3 separate regions of the Mus musculus genome follow, and regions 1 and 2 are each linked to region 3. A link is a contact called in public Hi-C and HiChIP or PLAC-seq data. All regions are on one chromosome and are shown on one strand. The core of a region is the stretch at or near the end of the contact, and the rest is flanking DNA. Distances in the headings are between cores, read along the strand shown.

Region 1 (4,016 bases), core at 814-3,313, 990 kb before region 3:
ACAAACAAACCAAAACCAAAACAAACCAACAAGGGTGGAGTCACATCACATCCTTTCTAATCTTAGCGCTGGGGAGGCAGAGACAGGCTTTCTAGCCAGCTGAACCGAATGTGCAAGATCTGGGCCAATAAGAGACTGTACTGGCTGGTTTTGTGTGTCAGCTTGACACAGCTGGAGTTATCACAGAGAAAGGAGCTTCAGTTGAGGAAATGCCTCCATGAGATCCAACTGTAAGGCATTTTCTCAGTTAGTGATCAAGGGGGAAAGGCCCTTGTGGGTGGTGTCATCTCTGGGCTGGTAATCTTGGTTCTATAAGAGAGCAGGCTGAGCAAGCCAATGGAAGCAAGCCAGTAAAGAACATCCCTCCATGGCCTCTGCATCAGCTCCTGCTTCCTGACCTGCTTGAGGTCCAGTCCTGACTTCCTTGGTGATGAACAGCAGGATGGAAGTGTAAGCCGAATAAACCCTTTCCTCCCCAGTTTGCTTCTTGGTCATGATGTTTGTGCAGGAATAGAAACCCTGACTAAGACAGGGACCCTTCCTAGAAAACAACAACAACAACAAGAAGCAGGTGAAGCTCCCGCGGAGCTGTGAGATCGAGTTCAGCAGACAAAGGCACTTGCTGTGCAATCTCAGAGATTTGGGGTCGGTCACTGGATCCAGGTCAAAATGGAAGGAGGGAACTCCACAGAGTCGTCCTTTGATTGACACATGTGCGTCATGACATACGTAGCCACCCCCACCCACATCACACACGCACATGTACACACACACACACCTAAGCAATCAAGAGGCCTGCTGGTCATGTTGAACACCTCTGATCCCAGCACTTGGGAAGCAGAGGCAGGCGGATCTCTGTGAGTTCAAAACCAGCCTGATCTGTAGACTGTGTTTTAGGATAACCAGGTCTCCACAGAGAAAAATCAAAATAAAATAAAGAGAATCGAGCATGTTCAACTCCGGGCCAGAGAAAAAGTATTTTAAAAAGATGCTGATCGGGAGGCAGAGGCAGGCGGATTTCTGAGTTTGAGGCCAGCCTGGTCTACAAAGTGAGTTCCAGGACAGCCAGGGCTATACAGAGAAACCCTGTCCCAAACAAAACAAAAAACAAAAAAAGATGCTGAAATGCCCTATCCCATACCCTTGGTGAACTTCATGACTTAATTACAGTGTGAGTTTCCTCAACTAGCCTCAGAATTCTTAAAGAAGAACCCTGCCTTGTTGATCAGACTTGTTCTTTGAGCAGGCCAAACTGATAGGATGTTGCGTAAGTTCCTGGAAGCCATAATAGGCATTTTACAACTGGATACAAGGGTTTATGGTGCAGAGAAACTTTATCCAGGAGGCGAGGTAAAAGAAAACACAAATGAAGAAGTCTTCACAAAGGGTTAAAAGATGATCTTGGGTAATAAGGAGATCTCATAAAGAGCAGAGCCCCACCCATGGGTGGCTCTGAAAACCTGCCCTGGGAGCTTTTAAAACTGCCTGCCAGGCCAGGGGCAATTAGTTGGGGCCTCTGAGGTTGTTCTGGAAGGCTTTTGTTCCTTTCCGGCTCTGGGGGATGAGGTTTCCAGAGGCGGAAAGGCTATAATTACAGGGGCCCCTCAACTCACCTGCTCGGCTGCCTGCAAGTTTTCCAGGATAGTGTTCACGCAGCCTATGTTGAAGCAAATCCTCGAGTGGGGGTCCTGCACCTCGCTGAAGGCCTCCAGGGCACCCTTCCAGTCCTTCTTGTCGGCTGCGAGCACCCCTTCATTCCAGAGTCTGATGGCCTCAGCCAGGGACATGGTTAGGTGCTTACCAGAAGGCAGGATGGTAGTTCAAGGTGTCTCTCTCAGAGCTGCCGGGTAGGCGCTCCAGGCTTCAAGGTCCCAGCCTAGCGCGCAGAATGGGGTCTAGCCTCCCTTTGGGCGACTTCGTAGCGTCAGGAAGTTTCCCCATCGTTCAGGAACTGACGCATAAACTAGCATGAGAGAGAAAAGGAAGGAGAGAAGAGGGCTGGAGGAGGCTGGCTGGGAAAGAGGAAGTACATCAGAGCAGCCTGCCGTGGGCTGGTCAGTTCCTCTAAGAGCTTCTTCTATGTCCTGGGCACCTCCTACATGTCTGCTTCCCACACCCTCTGTGGGAGCCTCAGGTCAGGGGGACCTCAGCAGGTCTGGGCCTGGTCCTGTACTTGACTCTTTTTCACCCTTGGAAGACTTGCTAGCTCTGGTCCTCTCAGGCTCTGGGTCTAGGGATGTAACCCAGGCTTGTCTGAACTCCCAGTACTCCGGCCTCAGACTTTGAATTTCTGGAGTGATAGATGTGCAGCCACTACACTGACTGTTTTGTTTTTAAATCTGTGGGTGGGGAGGAAGCATGCTACATATTTCTGAGACAGGATGGAGAATCTTCAGTGTCCATTCAGGTCTGAGCTTACTTCAAGGGAATTCATGAGGGTCCAGTTTCTTGTAGATATCCAAATTGGGCGGCAGACATGACAGCAATTACCATCGCTCTGTCTGTCTGTGAGAAGCTGAAGACATGACTCCTCGTGTTGATGACTAATGAGTTCACTAGTCTCTGTAAACACAGATTTAGGATTTCTTTACTTACTGCCCTGGTAATGTCAAAGTTAATTTAAAAAACAAACAACAGACAGACAGATAATAACAACAACAAAACTTTTCTGAGGAAAAGCAAGGTTGTGTGTCTAAATGATGAAATCTGCTGAAGTCTGGACTTCTTGGTAGGCAAAATATAGTTGATGAGGGCCAAATACATGAGTATTTCTATGTCTGGTTTTGAGGCACCTGGAAGAACTCAACACAGAGTTTGTAAGGTAGGAGGACTGAGAAGAAGAAAGAGGAGGAGGAGCAGGAAGAAGAAGAGGAGGAGGAGGAGGAGGAGGAAGGTGCTATTGCATAGCCTCTACCCTGACTTTGGCAGGCCTTCCTATCTCACTTCTTTGCCTGGTAATCTCCTCACCCTTCCAGGCTCATTCATCCAGTCTCCTATGTCCCTACTGTGCGACAGTCCACTCCGCACTCTACATTACGGAGAGAGTATTGTCCCTTTGTCTCACCTCCTCCGAAATAATGACCGAATTTCCTCTCAACCTGCTTACTTCTTAGGTCCCTTGAAATTTGGGACAGTGTCTTTAAGTCTCAGATCCTTGACACTGATTCTTAAGAAATGATTGAAGGAGTTAGAGTCTAGCCTGATGGCGGAGGCCTGCCACCCTGGCTATTTTAAGATGCTAAGACCAAAAGATCCCAAATTCAAGACCTGCCTTGGGCAATCTAGTAAGATTCTGTCTTAATATAAAAAATTGAGTAGTTCAGAGCTAGAGGTCTTATCCAGCATGCATGCTGAGAAATGACCCACAGGTAATAGCCACATCTGTGACTTTGACCAATGAATGAACAGAACTTGACCAGTACAGTGATTACTCTCAGGGAAATCAAGTAGACTTGTAGCCAAACAAGGCTTTTTATAAGCAATGTTGTGATCTTCCTCCTCTTCCTCCTCCTCCTTAGCAGCAGCGGCAGCGGCAGCAGCAGCATCCTAGCCTGACATTTAAACTTCCAAGTGATTTCCTTGGCTTCTCAGTTTCTACATCTGTGCAGGCTTCTACTGGCTGGCTCCTGCTGCCAGCTACACTCTCAGATCTGTGCATGAGACTTACCCAACCTAGCCTTCAGAGCTAGCTCATCTAGCTTCTCCCAGTTGGCCTGAAGGGCTCACGTGCTGCAGCCCATGACCTCGTCTTCTTTCCCAAGTCCAGCAGTCACCTCCCGTAAGACAGTCATTCTCCACCCATGCAGTTACATATGCTCTTGTGTCTTTACCCCAGGACAGACCTCAAACCTCCAGGCAGATGTTGAGGGTGGGGACAACCTACTCTCTGTCCTTAGGGTATCAGCAATCAAGTTGGAGTCAGTTCTGTCCACTTTCTCTAGTCCCTGTCACCATATAGGCTGAAATACCATCAGTTAACATAGTCTTCTGGCCATCCCTGGCTAATTCTCTTCTCT
Region 2 (3,917 bases), core at 1,309-3,808, 610 kb before region 3:
AAGTGAGAAATACCAAGAGTTTGGAGAGATAGCTTTCCCCAGGGAAGAGCACACCAATTGGCTACTCGATAACAAATAGCCCTGAAAACTTACATACAAATAGCATTACATAGACTGAGTAGGTTGTATTTATGTATTTAGGAATACACACATACACACACACCACATACACACACGCACACATGCTCCTATATCTATGTGAAAAGATTAATAAAAGAGAGCAAGGAGGGGGTCTGTGGGAAGCTTTGGAGGGAGAAAAAAGAGGAGAGATGATGTGATTATAATCTCAAGAAAAAAGTGCTAAATATGACTGAATATGTGTGGGTTTCATTCTGGGTAATGTTCTATTTTGTTGACCTAAATATCTGATTTTGTGCAATTATCATACACGTTGATCTCTATTTAACTGTAGCTCTGTAGTAGAGCTGAGATCAGCAATTATGGGGTCTCCATTATTGTTCCTTTCTCAGGATTGCTCTGGCTATCCAGGGGCTTTTGTGGTTCGAAATGAATCCTCTCAATTTCTGGGAAGAACACCTTTGAAGGTTTGGTGGGAATTGTGCTGAATCTGTAGATCACTTTGGTGACGTATAGCCCTTTTCTCTTTCTCCCGCTTCCTCTTTTAAACATTAATTCTGCCAACTCATGATCATGGGACGTCTTTTCATCTTCTCATGGCTTCTTGACTTCACTCTTCAGTGTCTTAAATTTTTACTCCCTTCTTGATGTTTATTCCTGGGTATTTTATCTTCGTGAACTTATTATACATGATTTTTTTTCTGATCTCATTCTCACCACGTCCAGTATTGCTGTGTAGAAGAGCAACTGATTTGTGCGCCTTGAGTTTGAATTCCCATGCTTTGATGAAACTTGTCAGTTTTATCTCTCTAAGATAGAGGCCCAGGCAAATTCTCTGAGAACTAACAGCTGGGACTCCATGAGCAAAGCGATTTCTGTGCGAGTGTGATGTCATGAAGTCAGAAGCCCAGAGCCTATGGGAAGATGGGCTTGTTGTTGATGTCATGAAGTCAGAAGCCCAGAGCCTATGGGAAGATGGGCTTGTTGTTGATGTCATGAAGTCAGAAGCCCAGAGCCTATGGGAAGATGGGCTTGTTGTTGATGTCATGAAGTCAGAAACCCAGAGCCTATGGGAAGCTGGGTTTGTTGATGGCAACTCTTCACATTGCTTCTGCTTCACACTCTGCCCTCTTTAAAAATCCCCCTCACTTCTTCCAGACAGGCAGCTGTAACCCCAGTGCTCCTAAGGTAAGAGGGAGGATTGTGTCCTCAGAAGGTCGTGGGCCAGCTAGCACAGTGTACGAAGAGGCAAACAAGAGACCCTGTCTCAGATGTGGTGGAAGACGAGAACTGACAACCGAGGTTGCCCTCCAACCTTAATACTGTGTGTGGTTAATATATACCACTGAAAGAAAAACAAGACAAAATTTCATAAAATTAAAATGTAGATAGTGGATCAAAGTATTCTAAACTTCCTGATAGAATTAAACTGAAGATAGGTGAGACAATATTCTTGTTTCCAGGAGAAAACACACAAAAGCACGTTGAGATGAAGGAGTGTGAGGCATGAGGAACACATCAAGTCGTTAAAAAGAATTCATATGAATGTGCACAGAATAGCGACGCCTTGGAATAGAACACTGGTATGGTCTATTGTGCTCTATGTGAGTTTTTTGTATTTCTCTTGCAGTATTTTGTAATGCTTGAATTATTTCAAAATGAAAAGTGTTTTATCTTTGTGAACTTATTATAATGCTCGGAAAATCCTTTTTTTAAAATTTTATTTGTGGTGTATGTGTGTGTGTATGTGTGTGTGTGTGTTATCTGCATATACATATACACACAGCACATGCACTTCTGGTGTCCATGCAGGACAGAAGAAGGCATCAGATCTCCTGAAACTGGGGATGTGGACAGCTGCAAACCACAATGTAGGAAAGCAAACCTGGGTCCCGTGCAAGAACAAACGCTCCCAACTGCAGAGCCGCCTTTTGTTGTATTTATAAGATTAAAGTCAAAGGGAACGCCATGTGTAAGCTGTGAAGTTAAATCTAGTAGGTGAGACGGACAGCTCTGTGGACCTGCCAACCTCAGGGTTAGGAATCATGACACATGAATCGCTAAATCTTCAGAAGTGAGCCCAATGGAGATCAGAGCCGGCTGTCAGCAGGAAGCGTGATTGTCAAATGAGGAACTAAGAGGAACCAAGGTTCCTTGTTTCAGCATTCCTGAGCAGCGTTTTAATGAGTGATTGACATTCTTATAATCAACCTAATTCCCTCTAATCCCCTTTAAGACAGAAAAGGTGTAAATAAACGGACAGATGTCTGAGTCTTATAACCTGGCTTGCTAATGGCAACTCTTCCAATTATTTCCGTTTCTCACTCCGCCCTCTTTGTAAATACCCCTCCCTCCCTCCAGACAGTAATAGCCTTTTTCAGATATAAACTATAAATTACATTTGGCTACATAAGGCCATTTTCATGCAAGTACATAATGCGCCTTGAGCATGGCCACTCCCATCCCCCTAATGCCCTCCCCTTTCCTTCCCCTCCTCCTTCCCATTGGTCCCTTTGTTCCTCTAGACAGTTTTCCTTCTGCTTTTAATTGTCTGAGAATATATGGATTTATTTATCGGTTATAAGCCGGTAATCTTGAAGATTAATTTCAGGATTAGCTACATTAGACAATACCACTCCCCCGTCCCCATCCCCCATCCCCCAATATTCAAATTACTCAAAACCCAGAACACTAGTGATAAGGAAAGAAACTAATAGATACTGACAGAGTATGCTGCAGTGGTATCTGTGCTGATTATGGTATTTTAAAATGTGACTTATTAGGCATAGTTGTATTTATTCTCCTCTTGTTTGTGTTCTATGAGCAACATGGAGCTGAAGGTTTGCCCAGAGAGCAAGTTGAACAACCCTGACATGCTGACACTGGAGAGTGGATACAGTTCTCACACATATAACCCATGGTCCTGTAGGTACCATAGCACTGCCAGATGCCGTCACACCAATGGGCAAGCACTGAATACAGAGAGAGCTCCAAAAAACCCTGGCTCCAGGATCCAGATTTTGTCCCTAAGCATCTACAGTCACCAGCCAGTGACTCAGATTGGTGGCACTCGTGAGAGACCGCATTCTCTAACTGAAAGCAGGGTCACTACTCTGACAAGTAGAACCTTAAGCTTAGTGATGTCAACACTTCAAATTCATAAAGAGAACACAAAAGTCTAGTTTCTTTCTGTTTGTTTGTAGAAAAAATAGCCTTTGATATTCTGTGGTGCTTTGAATGAGAATCCCCGCCCCAGCTCATATATTGAATGTCTGGTCATAGTTGGTGAACTGTTTAGGAAGGATTGGGACGTGTAGACTTGTTGGAGGAAGTGTTTCTTTTACAGGGTGAATTTTGGAGTTTCAAAATCCTACTCCAGACTCAGTCTCTCTCTTCACCTCCATCTTGTAGATAAGATGTGAGCTCTCAGCTGCTGTTCCGGTGCCATGGCTGCCTGTCTGCTGCCGTGCTGACCACAGACTAACCCTCTGACATTATAAGCAAGCCTCTAATTAAATATTTTCTTTTATGAGTTGCTTTGGTCATGGTGTCTCTTCACAGCAATAGAACCTGGACCAAAACAGTGCTCCTCTAGCTTCTTCAGCAGGTTGTCACCATAGGTCCCATGTTTAGGATCTCCCTAAGAGTGCTCAGCCCTCTGACTCTCCTCACTGAGATCGACAGCCATGGACAGTTCTGTCGTGTGAGCATTGGATGTTCCAAACCACTCTAAGACCTAAAAAAAAACCCTATGGTATCTCTAGAGCAACCAAACTCTAGAGATACGATGACCTACAGGCAAAGGGGTGTCTCCAGAAACAGGGGCTCGATGCTTCCCA
Region 3 (4,284 bases), core at 647-3,146:
TTATGGGGAAAATATTGCAAATTAGGGCATATAATTTCAATGGAGTTTTTATGTGAAGAAAAAAAATACCTAATTTTACTTGGTAAACAAGTTTTAAAACTTGAAAAATACCTGAATTAAATACTTGCTCTTAACAGCTAACCTTTAGCTTTCAGGTAATATCCGCACTTGATTCCAGGTTTGTAAACATTATATAAATCTTTCTTAGTCAAACAATTTTATGGCTGTGGTGATCATTTCAGCTCTATTTCTAAGCAGTCAACATTTAACTGAGGTAGACCAGATGTTTCTAAACTCAGGGTCTCAGAAGTCCCTGAATCTTCAGCAAGTAAATAAAATATCTATGAAAGGTTTTTAACAAACATCAACAACAATGAAAAAAAAATTTTTTAAAAATCTATGCTGTTGGAATTTCCTAGTGAACTCAAAAGACTACTTTGTGGCAGGCAGTATGTCAAATACAAAAATGGATGGAGACTCAGTTAGAATGTTGTGTTCTGACGCTGAACGTATTCCTCTTTTCTTAAGTAGGGGGAACTGAGTATTATTCCTTCTAGTTAGTAAGTAAAATGTCTTAAATTTATTTCTTTAAAGGATTTGGTTTTCCTAAACAAATCAATAGGTGCCTTAATGAAGGGCAACAGCTCCTCCTAGTGGCCAAAGGAATGTAAGTGGCAGTCGCTGGCTTTTCCTAATGTGCCATGGGCTCCCCTTCATGCCCTTAAGTTCTCAAAGGAAAAAAATATGCGGCTTTGATAACTTAGCAGAGTTTGATTTAGTCAACAATGGCTTTGAGCTACAAATACAAAATCAATCCATAGAAGGCTTCTGTAATCAAAGTCGCCAAGGAACATCTGTTCCCTTCCTCCAAGCCCCAGTCCTAGAAATCAAGTCAAGTAATTAAGCGTCAGCTATTTTGGCAGCTTTGCAATGAAATAAAACGAAGCACATCTCCCCTTCTGTATACTCTATGTATTACGGTTCTATCTTCTCACACCAAACTTCCCATGCAGAGAGACTAAAATACCCATGTTTGCTGTCAGGTTTAACTACGAGTTAATGAAGGCCTTGCCATGCTACCCCGGCCCCAAGGAATTCTCTAAGATTCATCACTCACTGACCAATCATTTATTTGGACCTTTTGAAAACAGGTATTTATTCCCTTATAAAAGGGCACGCTTACCTGGGACCTAAGACATGAACTTACACAACTACAGCACAGCACTGCTGTCATTCATGGCTCCATAGATAACCTAAGTCATTCAGTACCTCAAAACCACGTTGTAGAGAAAAGTTACTGTGTAATGCCATGGTAAAAAGGAATGAAGTCCCTCAAATATTCCTTTAGAAGCAATTAAAACAAGTTCAAAAATAAATAAAATGAATAAAACCATGATTTCAATGTAGAAGTATCAATAAGCAAAACCAAAAATAATTAAATGTGACCAGCTCCAGACTGCCACACACACCCCCAAAAAATCTTTTTCTTTTACTTATATGGCTATATAGTTTTTACACAGGTCACCAGAGACTAATTTTCAAGTCCACATTAGAAGGAAGGAGTATTTGTTAAAACAAAACAAAACAAACCTAAACCCATGATTTAACAGAAAATGTGACAGACTCCAGCTTCAAAGGAGAAAGACAGTAGTCACCCCGGGACTACAGTCTACTACCATGGTTTCTCATGGCTCTATAAGATAGGGAGATGGAGCAGGGCTTGGAGACGAGCCTTCCATCTCAAACTGCATACTAAAATGGATGGAGTAAGGCTGATGGTTAGAGGAACCACCTTAAGAGAAATGAACTAGAAAAGACTTCCAATCTACCCCACCAGGACCTAATGCTGAGTTCCATCTAGAGTAGTCATAGCTTCCCCCAACGGGAAGTTGATATTGCAACATTACAGTTTCTCCTTCTCTATTTACCCCGAGCAGTAAGCAACAAATTTCCACACTATCTACCGGACCCTCTCCATGGCCCCGTAGTAGGTCTTTACGGAGACCTATGGGAAAAGTACACTGGGCTCAGCTTTGGTTAAATGCTAAGGTCATTGTTGGGAGAGGAAAAGAAATCAAGTCGTCCTGGCCATTTGTCACTGATTGAAGCATGTAACAGCGATGCGCAGAAACTGTCATTGCCGTAAATGCATCTGCTTCAGAACCCGTAGGTCACTTAGAGAGTTCCTGTGAAGGCAGCAAAGCCGAGATGCCACAATACTCGCTCAAATCTTCCCCAAGCCCAAGGCAGTGAAGCTTTCTTCAATCAGAAAGCGACACTGACTCTGTTCCCAGGTTCCATTAGCTGAATTTGCTTCTTGTCTACCCAGGAGTGGGCAGTCATCTTTCCCTGGCCAGGGATACCGCCATCTGAGGGCTTGTGAGTCTCCACTTTGGATGGGGCAGTTTCAGTGGTCAGCTCTAACACAGCGTGCTCCAGGTTCCTATGGTGGCTACTTACCCCAGTCAGAACGCGCTTGAGCAATGCTCAGAGCCTCCCAGGAGAGCCTGCTTGGTACAGGGTGGGTGTCACAAACCACAGTTTACCTCTTCCTTTTAAATATCTACCACCAGAGTCTTTCCAGAGAGTCATAGTTCATCCTTCTCCATCATTTCAAATGCTTCTATGTCTTCATTCCAGTCTGCTAATATGGAGTCTATAGGCTGGGCCTTTGTACCCCAGCTGACATTAGGACTGGAATCTTCCTCAGTTTCTGATTGTTCTTGAACTTGGTTATCTAAGTCTGTACATTCACCATCAAGGCTTGTAGTCTCGTGGTTTTCGGTGGACCCAGATATCTGTTCAGAGGGGGCAAAGCCAGCAGCCTCTTCACTGTCCGATGGAGACGCCTCTGAGTGAGAATCTGCAGGGTGTTCAGGGCTCTCCTTATCAGCCAAGTCGACTGTCTGAGAAAGCGAGAGCATCTGCTCTGCGCTCTGATTCTGAGAATCATTTTCAGAAGATGGCTGGTCTTCATTTTCCATTTCGGGATCTGCACAGGAAAGAAGCAAACACATCACTCTCCCTCTTAAAAACTGCACCACATTTACAAAGTCACCTGGTTTCTGCAGTAAAATAAATAAAGCAGCCAATCAATGACAGCTGTGAGTGTGCTGGCAGTGAAAACCAGTGTCCCTCCCAATGGAAAGGAGTAATAATAACTAACAGCATAGCCCTGACTTGGATGAGGATTAATAAGTAACAAAAGCACCAAACAAACATGTTAAAATGCATATAAAATTTCACCATCATGACTAGAGACGACTCAGTAGCTAAGAGTGCTTGTTGGACAATGCCATGTAACAAGCTGGTGTCTCACAGATACCTGTAACTCCAATTCCAAAGGATCCTATGGCCTCCATGTTTCTGTATAAGCACACACACACACACACACACACACACACACACACACACACACACACACCCCTACACATACAATCAGGTATACATATACAATTTATTAACACCTAAGTTCAAGAAAGCTTGTACACAAAAACATCCTAAATGCAATAAATTTTAATAGCATATATCATTGCTAAAACTTGAAATCATATTTGTTGGAAAAGTGAAATTACCACTCAGTGATCCACTTAGAGTCAAACAAAAAAACATGATGGCTACAGGCATTAATATGACTCATCGAAATATTTTCATAAACTGAGATTGTTAATAAAGCTATTACTGTGTATTAAAGTTATTCTAAAATTCACTAGGAGCCTAAGCAGGTACAGCTTTTGTAATGAACATCAAATATGAAGCCCTGGAAGTCCTCTGAGTTCCTACACTGCAGTATTTAGTGGCCTTGTCACCTACTGCCCACATCCCACTTGCCTTCTTTCTGCAATGCAGCCAACAGAACTCTGCCAGCTGCCTGGTGCCGGAGAGAAAATGAGGAGTGAAAACTAACACTATATCTGTCTTTAAGCATCTCACAGCCCAACGAGAAAACAATATCCACAAAAACTGGTTATGTGTGCACATAAGAGAAATACCCCGCTTTTAATCAGGGAGCTAGGCACAGGCTACAAGGAAAGCTTGCAGTGATAACATCTGAGGGCCCCTTCTGAAAGGAAGCAGAGCATGGGGTCGGAGAGGGAAGAAAATGGACCTACTAAAAACCCAACTAACCCGGAGGAAATGCGGACAGGCAGGCACATGCGGGTGAGCACGCACCGCCCGCTCTCAGCAGCTCTCTCTCATTGCCTTAGGGAAGTTCCTCACACACATGAGCACACACACTTACTCTCTCCAGTTGAGGGTTAGAGTCTGTGGATGGTTTAAGGA

The links. Hi-C and Micro-C count contacts between places; a contact is called where the count stands out from the background. HiChIP or PLAC-seq counts read pairs in DNA pulled down with a chosen protein or histone mark.
Region 1: an H3K4me3 HiChIP or PLAC-seq map of bone marrow-derived macrophages shows a contact between it and region 3, with 6 times the contacts expected there. The contact joins two enhancer-like sites. A contact is called at or near these places in 3 of 39 promoter capture datasets (hippocampal neurons, liver and pre-B cells) and 1 of 115 datasets of contacts at active chromatin or transcription factors (bone marrow-derived macrophages).
Region 2: a Hi-C map of bone marrow-derived macrophages shows a contact between it and region 3, with 12 read pairs. The contact joins two enhancer-like sites. A contact is called at or near these places in 1 of 484 Hi-C or Micro-C datasets (bone marrow-derived macrophages), 4 of 115 datasets of contacts at active chromatin or transcription factors (bone marrow-derived macrophages, embryonic basal ganglia, embryonic stem cells and 1 more) and 1 of 9 other capture datasets (embryonic stem cells).

What each region holds. Positions count from the first base shown.
Region 1 is chr1:152,805,803-152,809,818 of GRCm38.p6, reverse strand. It overlaps Ncf2 (neutrophil cytosolic factor 2), which reads right to left. Exons shown (of 16, transcript NM_010877.5): 2 at 1,614-2,562. The coding sequence starts at 1,787. Among named protein-coding and RNA genes, the nearest start is that of Ncf2, 7.7 kb to the right of the region's middle. Within about 2 kb of position 2,063, at least 127 of the 459 cell types and tissues checked have an H3K27ac peak or open chromatin away from gene starts, as enhancers often do. A contact at or near this core is called in bone marrow-derived macrophages, where this site is marked.
Region 2 is chr1:152,426,727-152,430,643 of GRCm38.p6, reverse strand. All of the region lies in intron 1 of Colgalt2 (collagen beta(1-O)galactosyltransferase 2), which reads right to left. Among named protein-coding and RNA genes, the nearest start is that of Colgalt2, 29 kb to the right of the region's middle. Within about 2 kb of position 2,558, at least 13 of the 459 cell types and tissues checked have an H3K27ac peak or open chromatin away from gene starts, as enhancers often do. A contact at or near this core is called in bone marrow-derived macrophages, where this site is marked.
Region 3 is chr1:151,817,018-151,821,301 of GRCm38.p6, reverse strand. Edem3 (ER degradation enhancer, mannosidase alpha-like 3) reads right to left here. Exons shown (of 20, transcript NM_001039644.2): 20 at 1-2,992. The coding sequence ends at 2,589. Among named protein-coding and RNA genes, the nearest start is that of Edem3, 64 kb to the right of the region's middle. Within about 2 kb of position 1,896, at least 21 of the 459 cell types and tissues checked have an H3K27ac peak or open chromatin away from gene starts, as enhancers often do. A contact at or near this core is called in bone marrow-derived macrophages, where this site is marked.